Regions from separate parts of the Sus scrofa genome. Here regions 2, 3 and 4 are each linked to region 1. Evidence: chromatin contacts called from public HiChIP or PLAC-seq data. All regions are on one chromosome and are shown on one strand. Each heading gives the region's core, a stretch centred on a gene start, on an enhancer-like site or on the middle of the called end of the contact. The rest is flanking DNA. Distances are from core to core; before and after follow the strand shown. Region 1 overlaps NRDE2 (protein NRDE2 homolog). Region 2 overlaps TTC7B (tetratricopeptide repeat protein 7B). Region 3 overlaps TTC7B (tetratricopeptide repeat protein 7B). Region 4 overlaps TTC7B (tetratricopeptide repeat protein 7B).

Region 1 (3,653 bases), core at 595-3,094:
CCTACTGAGCCACAACAATAACTCCAAGACCTGAAAATTCTTATGAGCAGAACAGCAACGAGTTTAGGTCTTTTTCAGATGAAAGCTCTTAGACTATTTCCAAGCTGTTGACTCAACAAAGTCGACTCAGAGAAAGTCCCTCGACGTCCTGCTGCACCACCTGGTCCCGGCACCCTCCTGTCACTCTATCAAAGCCTCCGGTGCAAGAGGCAACATGCGACCCCTTCCAAGTCCTGATGTCATTCCACCAGGACCCCCCAGGATGAGCCAAGGCCGAGGTGTAGGGGGAAGCCTCCCAGTCCCCAGTGCAATGGCTACTGGCCACCTACACATCGCACTTAGGAAGGAGGACAGAGAGACAAAAACTTACCAAAAACTTCAAATACATCCTCCACAATAAGGGGCACTGGCTGCCGTGGTCACTCCGCAATGCTTGTTCAAACAGGGCACTGATCCGGTGTGTCAGGCCGGTCTCGGGAATGGTGGCATGGACCTCTCTCCCGTCCACCCTACGAGACAAAGGCACCATCACTCCGAGACAGCTCTCATCCCTACACCGCAGTAGGAAGAGATCCGCAAGTACAGCAAACGCCAGTGACAACTGGACTGGTGCTGTCCCCCAATCTGAGGGTGCTGGGGGCAGGTACGGGTACGCTGTGGCTCTTCCAGGGCCGGAAGAAGCCTGCATCCATGGTTCTGTGGTGCCTCCACCACGCTGAGTCTGCCTAGAAGGCTCACAAACTCCTTGCTTCTCGGTTTTCTAAGGAAAACCGACCTTCTCATCAGCAGAATGCAAATTTTACTGTATGGGAAGGAAACACCTTTCAACTGAAAGCAGACTAAATAAAACCTCATGCAAGAAATTAAAAAAAAAAAAAAAGTAAACTGAAATACTATCCAGAAGCAATTCTGAACAGTCAATTTATAACCATAAAGATTCTGGAAGGAATCACGATACCTTAGCTAATATGTTCCCAAGCCTATCATTTAGCCTTTAGATAAACTACTGTATCAAAGGATGACACTTAAAACATGCCACTGTTACCATCAGTCATGACAGCAGAGGCTAGTACTTTGTTACTTTGCGCTCAGCACTTCCCCCCCCCCCCCCCGCCAGCAACTCTCTGAGGTAGGTTCTCTAAATTATTCCCATTTTGCAGAAAAGGAACCTTCCACAGACATGAGAGACTTGGCCAGATCACACAGCTGGTATGTGGAGGAGCTGGATTTGACCCCAGATTCCAACTCCAGAGCCCACGTTCTTGGCCACTATGCTTTTCTACAGCTTCTCGGACACCTGAAGCCCTGGCAGTCCCCACTCAGGCACCATAAGCTACATTCAGGATCCCAAAAGGCGCAGTCTAGGAAGAAAGCCACAAAAGCTTCTAACGAAAACTGCTGCTGCTGGCAAGTCTCTAATTACTTTTTCAGTGAGTTATTCTACGCCCTTGAGCCCACCCACAGCAGGTGTTCCAGGGCCTGGCCCACACTCGTTTCTGCATTCCTGAGGCCTGGCAGGCAGCAGGCAACCGGCAAGCATTGCTTAATGGTTTGTGGACACATGAACAAAACGCTCCATCATTACCTCTGCACGGTTTCCACCAGGCTTTTCCTCATTCTCTCAGCTTCAATTGCAAACAACCATGGCTCCAAGGGTTTGGCAGACCTGGTCATTGTGTTGAAGAATCTTCTGGTCTTACTGGCACTGTGGGACTTATTCTGAATCTGTACATATGACCTCCAAAGAACCTGGTTGCCAGGATACAACTTTAGAGCCTCCGAGAGAGCCTCTCGCAGAGGAGCCAGAGGGTAGACGCTGACTTTCATGTGGAATCTGAGCAGGCTCGTGTGCATCAGGGCGGCAGCCTCGAGGACACCGCTCAGGCTCCGAGGGCTCGAGCTGCCCTCCAGGCCACAGCCCTCGGCGGACACAGAGCCCTTGAGTTTCGCAAACACCTGCTCATATATCCGCACAGCAGCATCAATCCCAGTGGTCAAATACTGGAAAAGCATAAAGCATTTAACCAAGCTAACCAGGCGGTTGGAGGAATCAGGGGGAGCTGGATCGGAGAGAGAGCCCTCCCCCAAACAGTCCTGCAGCGCGTGCTCATAAGCCTTCCGAGCTTTCAAAATGTGAACAGCCAAGACCTGCCCCGTGTAAGGCCCGTAGGGCCCGTTCTCGGTCAGTCTGGTCAGTATGTGGACAGCTCGGGCTGTAGCGGCCCCTCTCATGTCAGGCAGCAGCTCCACCTCCAGCTCAGCATAGAGGAGACTCAGCTCACAGAGCTCGTGGTCCTTCAGTTCTCTGCTCCCTGCTATGCTGAGTGCTGTATCAAAAACTTTTCTGGCATCTTCTGTGTTGCCGAGCAGCCACTCCAGGTGCGCATATTGCTTCCAGAGGCAAAAATTGTTGCGGTTGTCTGGCTCCTTAAGGAGATTCTTGGCTAGTTTTTTGCAGTTCTTTCCTTGTGACTTTAATCTCTTCTTGTTTTTAGTGTGCAGACACCAAATGACCTAAAGGTAAGAAGACAAGAATGACTCCAAGTGCTCTGTGGGGTTAAAGCAATCCCTTTGTCCTACAGCGTCTAGGCTGCCTTCCTTCGTCATGTGTTTCGGTAAACGCTTAGACTCTCTGAACCGGGAAACAAATCAGGATTTTACCAAAGCCATAGGTGCCCCCAAATGAACATATCCAGCTTTCCAACCAAAACCTCTATAAACAAGGCTTACATACTTCAAATGCTCGTCTCCAAACGAAGGTGACCACGAGATTTTACTTTTTTTTTTTTTTTTTTTGTCTTTTTTATCTTTCTAGGGCTGCACCCACAGCATATGGAGGTTCCCATGCTAGGGGCTGAATCGGAGCAATAGCCACAGGCCTACACCGCAGCCACAGCAATGCTAGATCTGAGCTGCATCTGCAACATATACCACAGCTCATGGCAATGCCAGATCCTTAACCCACTGAGCAAGGCCAGGAATCGAAGCTGCGTCCTCATGGATGCTAGTCGGGTTTGTTAACCACTGAGCCACGATGGGAACTCCTACCAGACACTATTTAAGTAATACAGCCTGGTGTGTGCAACCTGCAGTTAAAGGGTCAGAACTTTGGGTGTTAAAATTCAATACTACCTGGTGGCCAGCAGAGGGCAGAAGAGTCAACCCTAGAGGAATTTTGCAGATAATAGCTATAAAGAGCAGGGTAAGTAGCTTATTTTATCTATTTTAATAAGCCCCTAAATCCTCTAACCCTGCTTAAGCTTAAGCTCTGTTCTTGACACTAACTGCTCACATAATCACGGACATCTGGTGATAAAGAATCAATGCAACAAACAGCTCCCCCGCCACTGACCACTGACGAGCTGGGCTTTGCTCTCCTCTTCCCGGGGCCCCTCATAAGGGACAGCTACAACCCCAGGGCCTATTGGGACCCTGAAGAAGGACGGCTGTGGCCCAGCGCCCTGAAGAACACCAGCACCTGGCCATCCCACCTACAAACAGCGGCAGGAAATGAGGTGGGGGGAGGATGCCGGAGTTACCTTTGCGATCTCGTACCGTAACCAGGAGAAGCAGAGCTGAGACCTCTCCGTGCCTGAAAACAAAGGCATCACAAGGTGGAAGACGTTGCGGATGAACTCCTCGCCCTCTCGATG
Region 2 (3,653 bases), core at 347-2,846, 400 kb after region 1:
ACCTCAAAACCAGAGAGAAAGTATACAAAGAGTCAAAAAAGAAATATAACGGTTAAACATAAAGTGACCACACGACCTAGCGATTTCACTCCTAGGAAAAATGAAAAACTTTGTCCACACAAAATCTTGTTTACAACTAGTTACAGCAGCATTATTATAATAGCCCAAAGTGGAAACAACCCAAATGATAAATGATAAAATGATGAACGGATAAACACAATGTGGTATATCCATACGATGGCATATTATTTGGCAATAAAAAGAAATGGAGGGAGTTCCCTTGCAGCGCAGCAGGTTAAGGATCTGGTGTTGTCGCTGCAGTGGCCCAGGTCACTTCTGTAGCTTGGGCTCGATACCTGGCCCAGGAACTTCCACACGCCACAGACCCGGCCAAAAAAACCAAACAATTAAAAAAAAAAAAAGAAATGAAGTACCAATGAGTGCTGCAACATGGATGAATCTTGAGAACATTATGTTAAGCCAAAGAAAGCAGTCATAAAAGACCACATATTGTATAGTTCTATATGAAATGTCCAGAATATTCAAATCTATAGAGACTAGGGAAATAGGAGGTAAATGGGGAGTGACTGCTAATGGGTTTCTTTTGGGGTTGATGAAAATGTTTTGGAATTAAATATTGGTGACAGTTGCACAACTGTGATTCCATTAAAAACTATTAAATTGAACACTTTCATGGGTAAATTCTATGGTATGTGAATTATATTTTCATAATGCTGTGATTTAAAAAAAGAAAAGACCAGAAAAAAGATATAGTTAGTAAGGAAATAGATGGAAAAAATTTCAATCTGACTGAGAGTCAAAGAAACACAGACCAAACTGCAAAGTACCATTTTCACCAAGCAAATCAGCAAAGTGACTTTAAAACAATTTCGACCCTCCTGTACTGCCAGGGGTAGAAGATGACTTGTAAGAAGCAACTGGACACACACATTTCTGGGAACCTGCCTTTCGGAAACAATGCAAAACAAAGGGAAGCTCCCAAAGGAAACTGCATCATAGCATCAGAAAAACAGATTATACGCAGCTATAAGTGAATTATATCACAGAGGCCATCCACTTGATAAAATATTCTAGAGCCATAAAAACACTTTGAGGTTCTGACAAAATGTTGAGCCAAAAAAGACAGATAGAAAAACCCTTTAATGCTACAACACTATGAGGACAAAGACCAACCAAGAACGTACAAAAATTAAAATTAGCTATTATTCTTTCCTGGTTGCCAGACTTTTCTAACTCAGTTTTAAGTGTGTGGTAGCCTCCTCTCCGGCCAGTCAGAGGGCAGGCTCAAAGTCAGAGCAACTTCCTGGCCAGTGGGTTTCTTGACATTTCTTTAAGGAAGTAACTCATTCAGATGTACTACCTTAAGCCATGAACCGCAACTTGCTGCTCTGGCTTGAGTGAAATGACGGGGACAGGCAAGGGGAGAGGAAGGAAGAATCTGTCTTTACTGTCTCACGTTTTAAAGCCAAAAGCACAGCCACTGGCACCGCCAGAGTCACACCCCTCCTTCTGCATCCGCAGCGCTGAGTACTTTTCCGAGGACACAGGGTTTAAGTTCAAGACACACAGCAACCTTAAGCCAATCCAGCCGTGTCACTGCAAGTTCTTCCTGGAGGGAGGCACAGGCCACAGGAGGGCTGACCCTGCTGACCAGCGAACGACGCCTGATGCACGGAGAACTCTGGGCTGGGGGCTGGCCCCGCAATACCAAGACACCAGTTGTTTCTTCCTAAGACTTTAGCGCTGAAGCCACCCGTGAAAAAAACTCTATGCCTGTCCCGCCATTTAGCATTAACTTCTTTTCTAAAATAAGGTGTGAAAGGAATGAACTGTCAGCAGAAGGTCGAGTTCCACTGTGGCGCTGCTTCAGCTCGAGAAAGCCAGAGCCAGCCGGTTGGCTGATGCGTGCAAAGGACAGAGACAGGATGATTTCATTTGCCAAACGCAGAGCTCAGATTCTGCTATTCAAGGATGAAGTCACCTTTATTCCTATCACATCTCCCCGCCCCCGCCAGAAGCTCCTTGTAGGGCAGATAACTTTATTTACTGCTGGCGTCATGCCAAAGTCCCCAGATAAGCGAATCAAGGCCATCTCATGTCATTTTTAATCCTATCTATGTTAATTTGATTTACTTGATTCAAGTATTCTATATGCACAGTTTGGGAGGTATCTTTTATTCCCCTTCGGAGAACATGTGTATATGGAGTTTAAGAAATTTATGTTCCAGGTGCAACCCCCATCTAACTAAATTTTGTCTTTACCTTGTACACTTGACAGTTGAAAATACCATAACATGGGAGTAATAAGGGGTCAAAATTTACAAAATACAGTTTTGGTGCGGGAGTTGCAAAAAAAAAAAAAAAAAAAAACTATCAGTGGCGGTCTCTGTAACCCTAATATAACAAGGACAACACTGCACAAGTATTCGGTGTACACAGATCTCACATATTCTATGTGTCCGTGGCCCTCCCTCCACGTTTGGAACAAGGAAGGAAAATAACACGGGGAAAGCTCCTATCATCCTGGGCGGAAAACACTGGCGGCTCACTGGGTTTCTAGCCTCAGACAAGTCAGGCGGTATGAACCCCACCACGAACTTGGAAGTGTGAAGCACACAGAAACAACTGGACCAAGATCAAACAGCCAGGTAAGAGAAATTCAGAACCCAGACAGGATGTGATATGGAGACTCCGGAACCTTATGTCCATGCACGAAACAGAAAACCAGATTCTCCAGAAATAAATTTACTCCATAAATTCTCTTTCAAATTATTTAACATTTTTAATAAAGCAGCATGTTTATTTTAAATTTTTCTTTTTCTTTTTTTTTTTTTAGGGTAGCACCAGCAGCACATGGAAGTTCCCAGGCTAGGGGTCAAATCCGAACTACAGCTGCCGGTTTACACCTCAGCCATAGCAACGCCGGATCTGAGCTGCATCTGCGATCTACACCACAGCTCACAGGAACTTAACCCACTGAATGAGGCCAGGGATTAAACCCCCGTCCTCACGGATACTAGTCAGGTTCATTACCGCTGAGCCACAATGGGAACTTGGCAGCATGTTTAAATACTCCATATTTTTATCTAAATATCTGAAATCTTCAAAGGTTGGGAAGGATTCCACTGCCAGGTAACATAGGAACAGATTAATGACAGCAAAACTAACATTTACTGGGTGCTAAACGTGTTCTAGAAGCCCATGAATGAGCCCATTTTATGCTCACAAAAGCCTCAGAACAATTATTATTGCTACTTTACAGTTGAGGATTCGGAGGCAGCACAGAGAGGTTGAGTGACTTGCCCGACGTCCCACAGCTAAGGGGTAGCAAGGCTGGGATCCCAGCACCAGTGTCCCTTAAACCCTGTGCCCTGCTGCCTCTCACAGGCTGAGTGAGCCGCCTCCAGGGGAAGCCAAGGGCAGCCTCTTTCTGAGGAGCCACTACCCTCCAGGAACAAACAACTCTAATGATGCTAAACATACCCACTTCCAGCGAAACTCAGGGAATGAGGCTGCCCCAGAAACACAAATCAGTGGCTCCAGATTATGAAAAAACATTTTCCAGGAGGCGCCAAACTGTCCTCAAAAGTTCTCAAATTTTATCCTTGCTAGTGAATGATGTTAAGAGCCAA
Region 3 (3,653 bases), core at 607-3,106, 310 kb after region 1:
AACTCCTGTTAGTTGTATTATTATCTTTTTTTTTTTTTTTTTTTAAGGGCCCCACCTGCAACATGTGGAAGTTCCCAGGCTAGGGGTGGAGTCAGAGCTACAGCCGCAGTAACACGGGATCCGAGCTGCATCTGCGACCTACACCACAGCTCAGGGCAACGGCTGGATCCTTAACTCACTGACTGGGGCCAGGGATCATGGATACCAGTCAGGTTCATTACTGCTGAGCTACAACAGGAACTCCTATATTATTATCTTATATAGATTTAATAAATAGTATTTTGCTTCTACTCAACATTTTAAAATTTTAAAGCATTCTAAAACATCACATTTGAAGACACTGTATTAGCAGTAGTGATAAAATATGAATTCCTCTCTACCATGGAGAACCACGCACAAATGCCTTCAAAGTGCTTGCGAGGACAGCTGAACGCCCTTGGAGGAGCAGCTGGTCTAGCCAGTGTTTACCCATCCTTACTGTCGCCATGAGATAAGTTGGTGGTTAAGTATCTTGAATAAACTTAACAGGGACCAAAAAATTCTGTACTTCTCTGCATCAGGCTCGGAGGCCGGTTAAGTGAGCTCTCCGTTCAACAGTTGGGCAGGCCTGACCCTCACAGTGGGACGGGCTCTCACCTCCATCCAGCAGAGGCTGACGAGCCACCTACCACAGACGCAGCCCGTGGGAGGTTAATGGCCACTCAGACTCGAGAAACACGAGGCCATCCCAGGCTTCCTCTGCTGGAGACAGGCTTGTCACAAACAAACAGATAATGCTACATGGCAGTTGGGACAAGTGCCCACGTCATCTTGTTTAGGTTGGTGTTGAAATGTTTGACCTAGGTTGGGGGGAAAGAAAAAAAAAAAAAAAAAAAAAAAAAAACCATGGGATCCACTGAATACATCTGGCCCCAACTTTTAATAAAGGGTTCTTGGGAAGAAGTTTCCCATCACAAAGGAAAAAATACAAATATTTAAAAAGCAAACAAGTCATCCACTGCTCTCAGCCCTGCTGCCATATGCTTGGCTTTTTTGAGCTTACAGCTTAACATTAAAATAACAGGCTTGCATTCCTCAAATATCTCTACTGCTGTTCCTTAGTTCTACTACTTGAAAAGGCTGTCAGCTGCTGTCACTTGGAGGCATTACCATATTAGCCACCACTGTTTACTGCTTACTGTGCGGTGTGGCTATTAGTTTAATAAGCCTCCTCTCGGATGACACCCCAGGCTGTCTTTGCAGGAGCCACACACTGGAGTCTAATGTCTCACAGCTAAGGAAGGTGCTGGGGAGGGACGGCTAATTTATAAATGTTGGTGAGAGACACCGAATGCAATTGCATCAGGCTGTGCTTTACGACTGATGGGTAAAGGCCTGGGTATTTTTTTAAGTGCTTGCACCCTCTAAGGTTCCACGGACTAGACAGCTTTGGATAAAATCCAGAAATGTACTCGGTGTGCAAAAGAGCAGGTTTGAGATCGGCAAGAAGTGAAACACTGCAGCAAAGCTCTTTAATTCACTCTGCATAAATAGCTGAACCTACAAAAGAACTCTCTAGTCAGAGGTTTCCTGGATTATAATGAGAATTTTCTCGACGGGGACAGGAGAAGTGCCCTTTTCACTTGAAGACAAAGCAATGTTTGTAATGGAAATGTGTGAACCAATTTTCCAAGGGGAGCTGCTGAAACACACTGATTAAAACCACAGTGAGGTGATGAGGCAGAGAAATAAAGCCAAGGCCGATCCACTTCAAATTTGCGACTGCATTATTTCTGAAAGTGAAGAGAGCCAGCCTTCCCTTCTCCCCCGGCCCCCGCCCACTGCTGACCCTGCCACTTAGACAATTAGAACCTGCCAGCCTGCGCGACTGTTTACTGTTTCTGGCCGCTGGTTACTAAGCTACTCCACTGAGGATAAAATGGGAACCGTGTCGCCCAAAAGACAATGTCCTTCTCAACAGAGCCTAACCAGCGGGCCTGGATTCAGGGATTCAGAGGGAAGAGGTGGAGATAAGCAGACAATTCCATCACATGGCAGTTTGTAAGGACAACTCTTGGATTACTTGCAGACACTGTTGACGGACTGAAGGAATTCCACTTCTTAGAGAATAAAACGAAGATACAGAGAGGTCAGGTATCCTTGTCAAAGTTGCCTAAAATATACTAATCACCTGGAACTAATGAGCGTCCTTGGCAACGTAGGGCAAAGAAGCTGTAAAGCAACGTTTCCCAAATTTCAGTCTTTGGAGTTTGCTCCATACAGCTTCTGCCACCTCCACGTATATTAATATGTTCCTTTAAATTGAATTTAAAACAGCTCATTTAAAAATTCTTAAGAGTCTCCCTCTGGGCAACAATTCTATGAAATCACACTTTGCTGTGCAGCTGTATTTTTTTCTCATGAACCTTTTAAAATGCCTATCAATATAAAAATGTTCACCATAATCCATTTAAAATCATCGGGTGTGCCCCAAAGGTATACATGGGGGAAGAACGGAGAGAATTTCAGTTTAGGAAGGTTGACCTGACAGATGACGTTCGTGTCTAAACATCACGAGAAAGCAAGAGGGAGGGGAATTCTGTACTGTTTGCCGCTGGGGTGTCCCGTGAAGGGCTTAGACAGGCTGAAGAGAAGGCACGGGAAAGAAGTAAATGTAACACCTTCCATCTACGGGACAAGACTTACATAAAGTTTTCTGGGTATTCACTCAGGGCCATGTCAATGATGTTCAGGGCGTCATGGTAATGCTTCTGTGCTGAGAGCAGGAGGGCAAGGAGGTGCAGGGAGTTGGCATCGTCGCCTTGAAGTTGAAGGGCTTGGCGGACGTATCCCAGAGCCTCGGGTATCTGGTTTAAAACAAAACCGAAAAGACTTGTTACGCACACACACACACACACACACACACACACACACGAAGCCACCACTTGAGCACCTGACGCTCTGTCACTATCAGGAGCTGCTTCCCTTTCTGCCGCATGTGAAGCTGTCTTTCTGACAGTCCCGAGATGTGAACCACAGATGTGGAAACAGAGGCCTCCTTCAAGTGACAGTGTGACGAATGAAGTGACACAAGAGACTCTTGTTTCCCAGGAGAACAGCCCATACCAAATCCCTTGTTTCTCCCTAAACAAACGGTTTCTCTCTTTCCACAAAACTGATTTACTTTTCATTATGCCCGAGATAACTTCATTCTAAATGGAGACACATAACAAATTGCCAGAAGTTTTTAGCGAAGTTAAACAGTCTTAGCTGAACTGTTTTCTCTCTCTCTCTCTTTTTTTAAGTATTGCTGACGATACTTATTAATAAGTGTCAAAACCTTAGACAGAGCTTTCCAAGTGAGTCTTTTCAAGCGTCTTTGTCCTGGATCTCCATTAGACATCAAGGAAATATGCAAACAGGCAAACAAAAACCCCACACCTTTCCAAACTCCAATCCAAAATATCTCCATCCAAGAAACAAATTGCAATGCCACATACAAAGCAGATGTATCCAAATTTGAGGAGGAAAACGTACAACCTTAACGTCTAAAATCCAACAGCGGATTTCTTCAAAATCACCCAAGCACAAGGGTTGATCAAACACGTACATCATGGATATTTGAACACCTGAGATTCTGGGCAGGTTTAACAGTACCTGGGGAGAATGAGGAC
Region 4 (3,653 bases), core at 817-3,316, 260 kb after region 1:
TCATCTAGCCATCCATCTACGTATCATCTATCTATCCATCCATCCATCTACGTATCATCTATCTACCCATCCATCCATCTACATATGTATCATCTATCTATCCATCCATCTACGTATCATCTATCTACCCATCCATCTACGTATGTATCATCTATCTATCCATCCATCCATCTACGTATCATCTATCTATCCATCCATCCATCTACGTATCATCTATCTACCCATCCATCCATCTACGTATGTATCATCTATCTATCCATCCATCTACGTATCATCTATCTACCCATCCATTTACGTATGTATCATCTATCCATCCATCTACATATGTATCATCTATCCATCCATCCATCTACGTATCATCTATCTACCCATCCATCTACATATGTATCATCTATCTATCCATCCATCTACATATGTATCATCTATTTATCCATCCATCTACGTATCATCTATCTACCCATCCATCTACATATGTATCATCTATCTATCCATCCATCTACGTATGTATCATCTATCTATCCATCCATCTACGTATCATCTATCTATCCATCCATCTACGTATGTATCATCTATCTACCCATCCATCTACGTATGTATCATCTATCCATCCATCTACATATCATCTATCTATCCATCCATCTATCCATCCATCTATCCATCCATGTATCATCTATCCATCCATGTATCATTTATCTATCTATCAATCTATGTATCTATCTATCTATCTATCCATCCATCTATCTTTTTAGGGCCGCACTGCAGCATATGGAGGTTCCCAGGCTAGGGGTCAGATTGGAGCTGCAGCTGCTGGCTTATGCCACAGCCACAGCCACGCCAGATCCAAGTCACATCTGTGACCTACACCACAGCTCACGGCAACGCTGGATCCTTAACCCATGGAGTGAGGCCAAGGATGGAACCCGCATCCTCATGGATCCTAGTCGAGATCATTACCGCTGAGCCAGGACTGGAACTCCGAAGACCTTTCTTTTAATAGACAGTAGATGCTACCTGCTTAACCCTCTCTGAGCATTGTCCTGTGGGACTGTCACAACTGTCACTGTTTTGCAGAGAAGAAGACTAGGGCTCGAGGGAGTAGGTACCACTGCTAGACCATGTAGGACCAGGACCTCCACGGGTCCGAGTCCTCGATCATCGCACCGGGCAGGCTCCTTTGTAAACCCCCTTGGCCCTGGTTTCCTCCTGCCTTGCTGCCCACTTCCTTCCTGATCCTTTGGCTTTTCCTCTCCTCCCTAAATTTTAAATGTTGGGGGCTCAGGTTTGGGTCCTGGCCCTTTCTCTCCTCCGTCAATAGTCTCTTCCTAGGCCTTCTCATCACAGCCCTGGGCTTTAACTCCTACTCCCAACTTATGTTTCGAGCCGAAATCTCAAGTGTAGACTTGAATATCCAGCCACCGACCTGACACCTTCACTTGCATGTCCCCAGGCACCCGACACACTCAAATTAAAAAAAAAAAGGGCTCAAATAGGGTTCGAACAGGACTCTGGTTTCTCTTGCTCCCTGAGCCCTGCCCATCCATTTCCCCCGCCCCATGGCAGAACGTGGAATCATCAGTCACCCGCCGACTCCAGCCCCAACACAGGGCTCCTTTGCCTTCACCCCCACGTCTAATCTATCAGCAGGTCCCATCAGTTCTACCTGGAAAATGCATCTCAGGTTTCCCTTCTCTCCAGCCTCTTGATGCCACTTCAGACCAGCTGTTCCCCTTGGTCACGCAGACCCGTGGTCCTGACCCACCCTTTCCACTGTGCTGCCTCCCACTCCGCGCCCCACACTCAGCGGGTGGGATCTTAGAAACCTCCCTCTGGGCCTTTCACCCCCTGCTGGACATCCTTCCACAGCTTTTCAGTGTGTTTAGGAAGAGATCTTGACCTGGTCACCAGGGCTGGCTCTTCCCACCTCACCTTGGCCATGCAAGTCTTCCTATTTTGGCTTCAGGCCCTGTGGCCTCTAACGCTCAGAGCTCACGCGGTCTGCAGGCCTGCCCGCAGGCGTCCTGCACCTGCCAGTGCTCAGGTCTCGGCTGGCCTCGGCTGGGGAAGATCTCTATTCCCAGTGCTGGCAGAGCCCGCACTACCCCCCCAGCCAGGGCACTCGGCTCTTGGCGCGGGGGGAATCAAGTGCTTCTGCAATTGTTCCGTTTCTCATCTCAAACTCCATGAAGGCTGAGCCTGTGTCTGTCTTCTGACCAGGGCACTCCAGAGCCTCGCCCCGAAGGCAGCACAAACGCCGATGTGCACAGATTCTGTGCGCATGGGGCTCAGTGCCTGCCCTGGGCAGGGGCTGGGGTTCTGGGGCCACACTGACTGGGTTTGAATTCTCGCTTCTCCACTGATTAACCATGTAACCCCAGGTGACTTGAGAGCTATTGTCTTAGTCTCTTTGTTGGTAAAATGGGGGTGATGAAGAGTATTTCGGCCTTGGGTGCCTATTACAAGGATGAACCAAGTTAAAACAAAGAAAGTCCTTGGAATAACGTCTGACACATGCACAGTGCCTGGTAAACGTTAGCTTCCTGCACACTGTAGACAGGAATCCAAACCCCTGGGGCCGTAGAAGGGGCAGATCTGGCGGGACTGACCCATGGAGATTGGCACTGCGTCAGGGCGGGCCTGCCCCCTGGGTACTGCGTGTTCCCTCCCGCAGGCACTCCCTGTGCAGTGACCCTCACGCCACCTGTCCAGGAGCTGTCTTCATCTCGTCATGGTGGCCATGCTACAGGATTACGCTTCAACCCAGCTTCCCAGGGGCTGGGAGAAGCCTGGTGGCGGGGGGAGGTGAACTGGCCGGGTCGAGCCAGGGCCAAGGAATGCATGTGTGGATCACAGCTTTACATTCCCAGCAGAAATCAGAAAATCTGATCTTGCACATCTAAGAATAGCCGCTGGTTTCAACTGTGAGAGGTGCCAAAGTGAAAGCTATAATTATTAGTAAGTAACAAGCAGAAATTATCCACCTACTGCAAAGTCATTTTTAGCTGCCATCCCAAAGTGGAGATTGAAGGATGGGCACTAAGAAGCCACTTGGCCTGGGGAAGACTCTGGTTCCAGTCTGACTGACTGGGAAGTGTGACTCTGCAGTGGCCAGCGATAAGGTGCGCATGCTCAAGAAGGGGGTAGATGTTTCCTAGGGAGCTTGGTGTCAAGTGCAACAAACATAAGATGCTTGGCTTCAACTCTCCCGACCCCTGCCCCAATGAGATGGAAGAGGTGCTGGCTTCGGTCTAGTCCGATTTCCCTTCTGCCAAATGGAGTAAAACAACTCTTCCGACTTTCTTTATAAGACGGTGCTTATACAAATGGCACTGGGAGATACATGGAACTTTTAGGAAAAGAGACCACAAAAGTGTGTAGTTGCTGTCTAAATATCAGGGGATGCCCAGCTGCTATGAAGAGAGGACTGATAAATGTAAAAATAAAAATTGCTTGGCAAAAAAAAAAAAATAGAATAACAATAAATAACCACAACAACCCCCCACAACACAAACAAAATTAAAATGGGGGCAAATAGTTCTAGCACATATGACACAAGGCAAATTTCTTGACACGTGATAAATGCTTACAAATCAAAGAAAAGCCCAATATCTAAGCAGATACATGGGCAGAGGCCATGAGCAGAGACCTGAAATACC

The links. HiChIP or PLAC-seq counts read pairs in DNA pulled down with a chosen protein or histone mark.
Region 2: an H3K27ac HiChIP or PLAC-seq map of skeletal muscle shows a contact between it and region 1, with 5 times the contacts expected there. The contact joins two enhancer-like sites. A contact is called at or near these places in 2 of 47 Hi-C or Micro-C datasets (omental adipose tissue and retroperitoneal adipose tissue) and 1 of 2 datasets of contacts at active chromatin or transcription factors (skeletal muscle).
Region 3: an H3K27ac HiChIP or PLAC-seq map of skeletal muscle shows a contact between it and region 1. The contact joins two enhancer-like sites. A contact is called at or near these places in 5 of 47 Hi-C or Micro-C datasets (adipocytes, alveolar macrophages, embryonic fibroblasts and 2 more) and 2 of 2 datasets of contacts at active chromatin or transcription factors (alveolar macrophages and skeletal muscle).
Region 4: an H3K27ac HiChIP or PLAC-seq map of skeletal muscle shows a contact between it and region 1, with 2.0 times the contacts expected there. The contact joins two enhancer-like sites. A contact is called at or near these places in 1 of 47 Hi-C or Micro-C datasets (embryonic fibroblasts) and 1 of 2 datasets of contacts at active chromatin or transcription factors (skeletal muscle).

What each region holds. Positions count from the first base shown.
Region 1 is chr7:112,048,742-112,052,394 of Sscrofa11.1, forward strand. It overlaps NRDE2 (protein NRDE2 homolog), which reads right to left. Exons shown (of 14, transcript XM_021099603.1): 10 at 3,540-3,653; 11 at 1,586-2,514; 12 at 371-509. Among named protein-coding and RNA genes, the nearest start is that of PSMC1, 23 kb to the left of the region's middle. Within about 2 kb of position 1,845, at least 9 of the 83 cell types and tissues checked have an H3K27ac peak or open chromatin away from gene starts, as enhancers often do. A contact at or near this core is called in skeletal muscle, where this site is marked.
Region 2 is chr7:112,451,960-112,455,612 of Sscrofa11.1, forward strand. The region is part of intron 4 of TTC7B (tetratricopeptide repeat protein 7B); the gene reads right to left. Among named protein-coding and RNA genes, the nearest start is that of TTC7B, 65 kb to the right of the region's middle. Within about 2 kb of position 1,597, at least 8 of the 83 cell types and tissues checked have an H3K27ac peak or open chromatin away from gene starts, as enhancers often do. A contact at or near this core is called in skeletal muscle, where this site is marked.
Region 3 is chr7:112,359,060-112,362,712 of Sscrofa11.1, forward strand. TTC7B (tetratricopeptide repeat protein 7B) reads right to left here. Exons shown (of 20, transcript XM_021099609.1): 15 at 2,686-2,846. Among named protein-coding and RNA genes, the nearest start is that of TTC7B, 160 kb to the right of the region's middle. Within about 2 kb of position 1,857, at least 27 of the 83 cell types and tissues checked have an H3K27ac peak or open chromatin away from gene starts, as enhancers often do. A contact at or near this core is called in skeletal muscle, where this site is marked.
Region 4 is chr7:112,308,670-112,312,322 of Sscrofa11.1, forward strand. All of the region lies in intron 18 of TTC7B (tetratricopeptide repeat protein 7B), which reads right to left. Among named protein-coding and RNA genes, the nearest start is that of CALM1, 150 kb to the left of the region's middle. Within about 2 kb of position 2,067, at least 1 of the 83 cell types and tissues checked has an H3K27ac peak or open chromatin away from gene starts, as enhancers often do. A contact at or near this core is called in skeletal muscle, where this site is marked.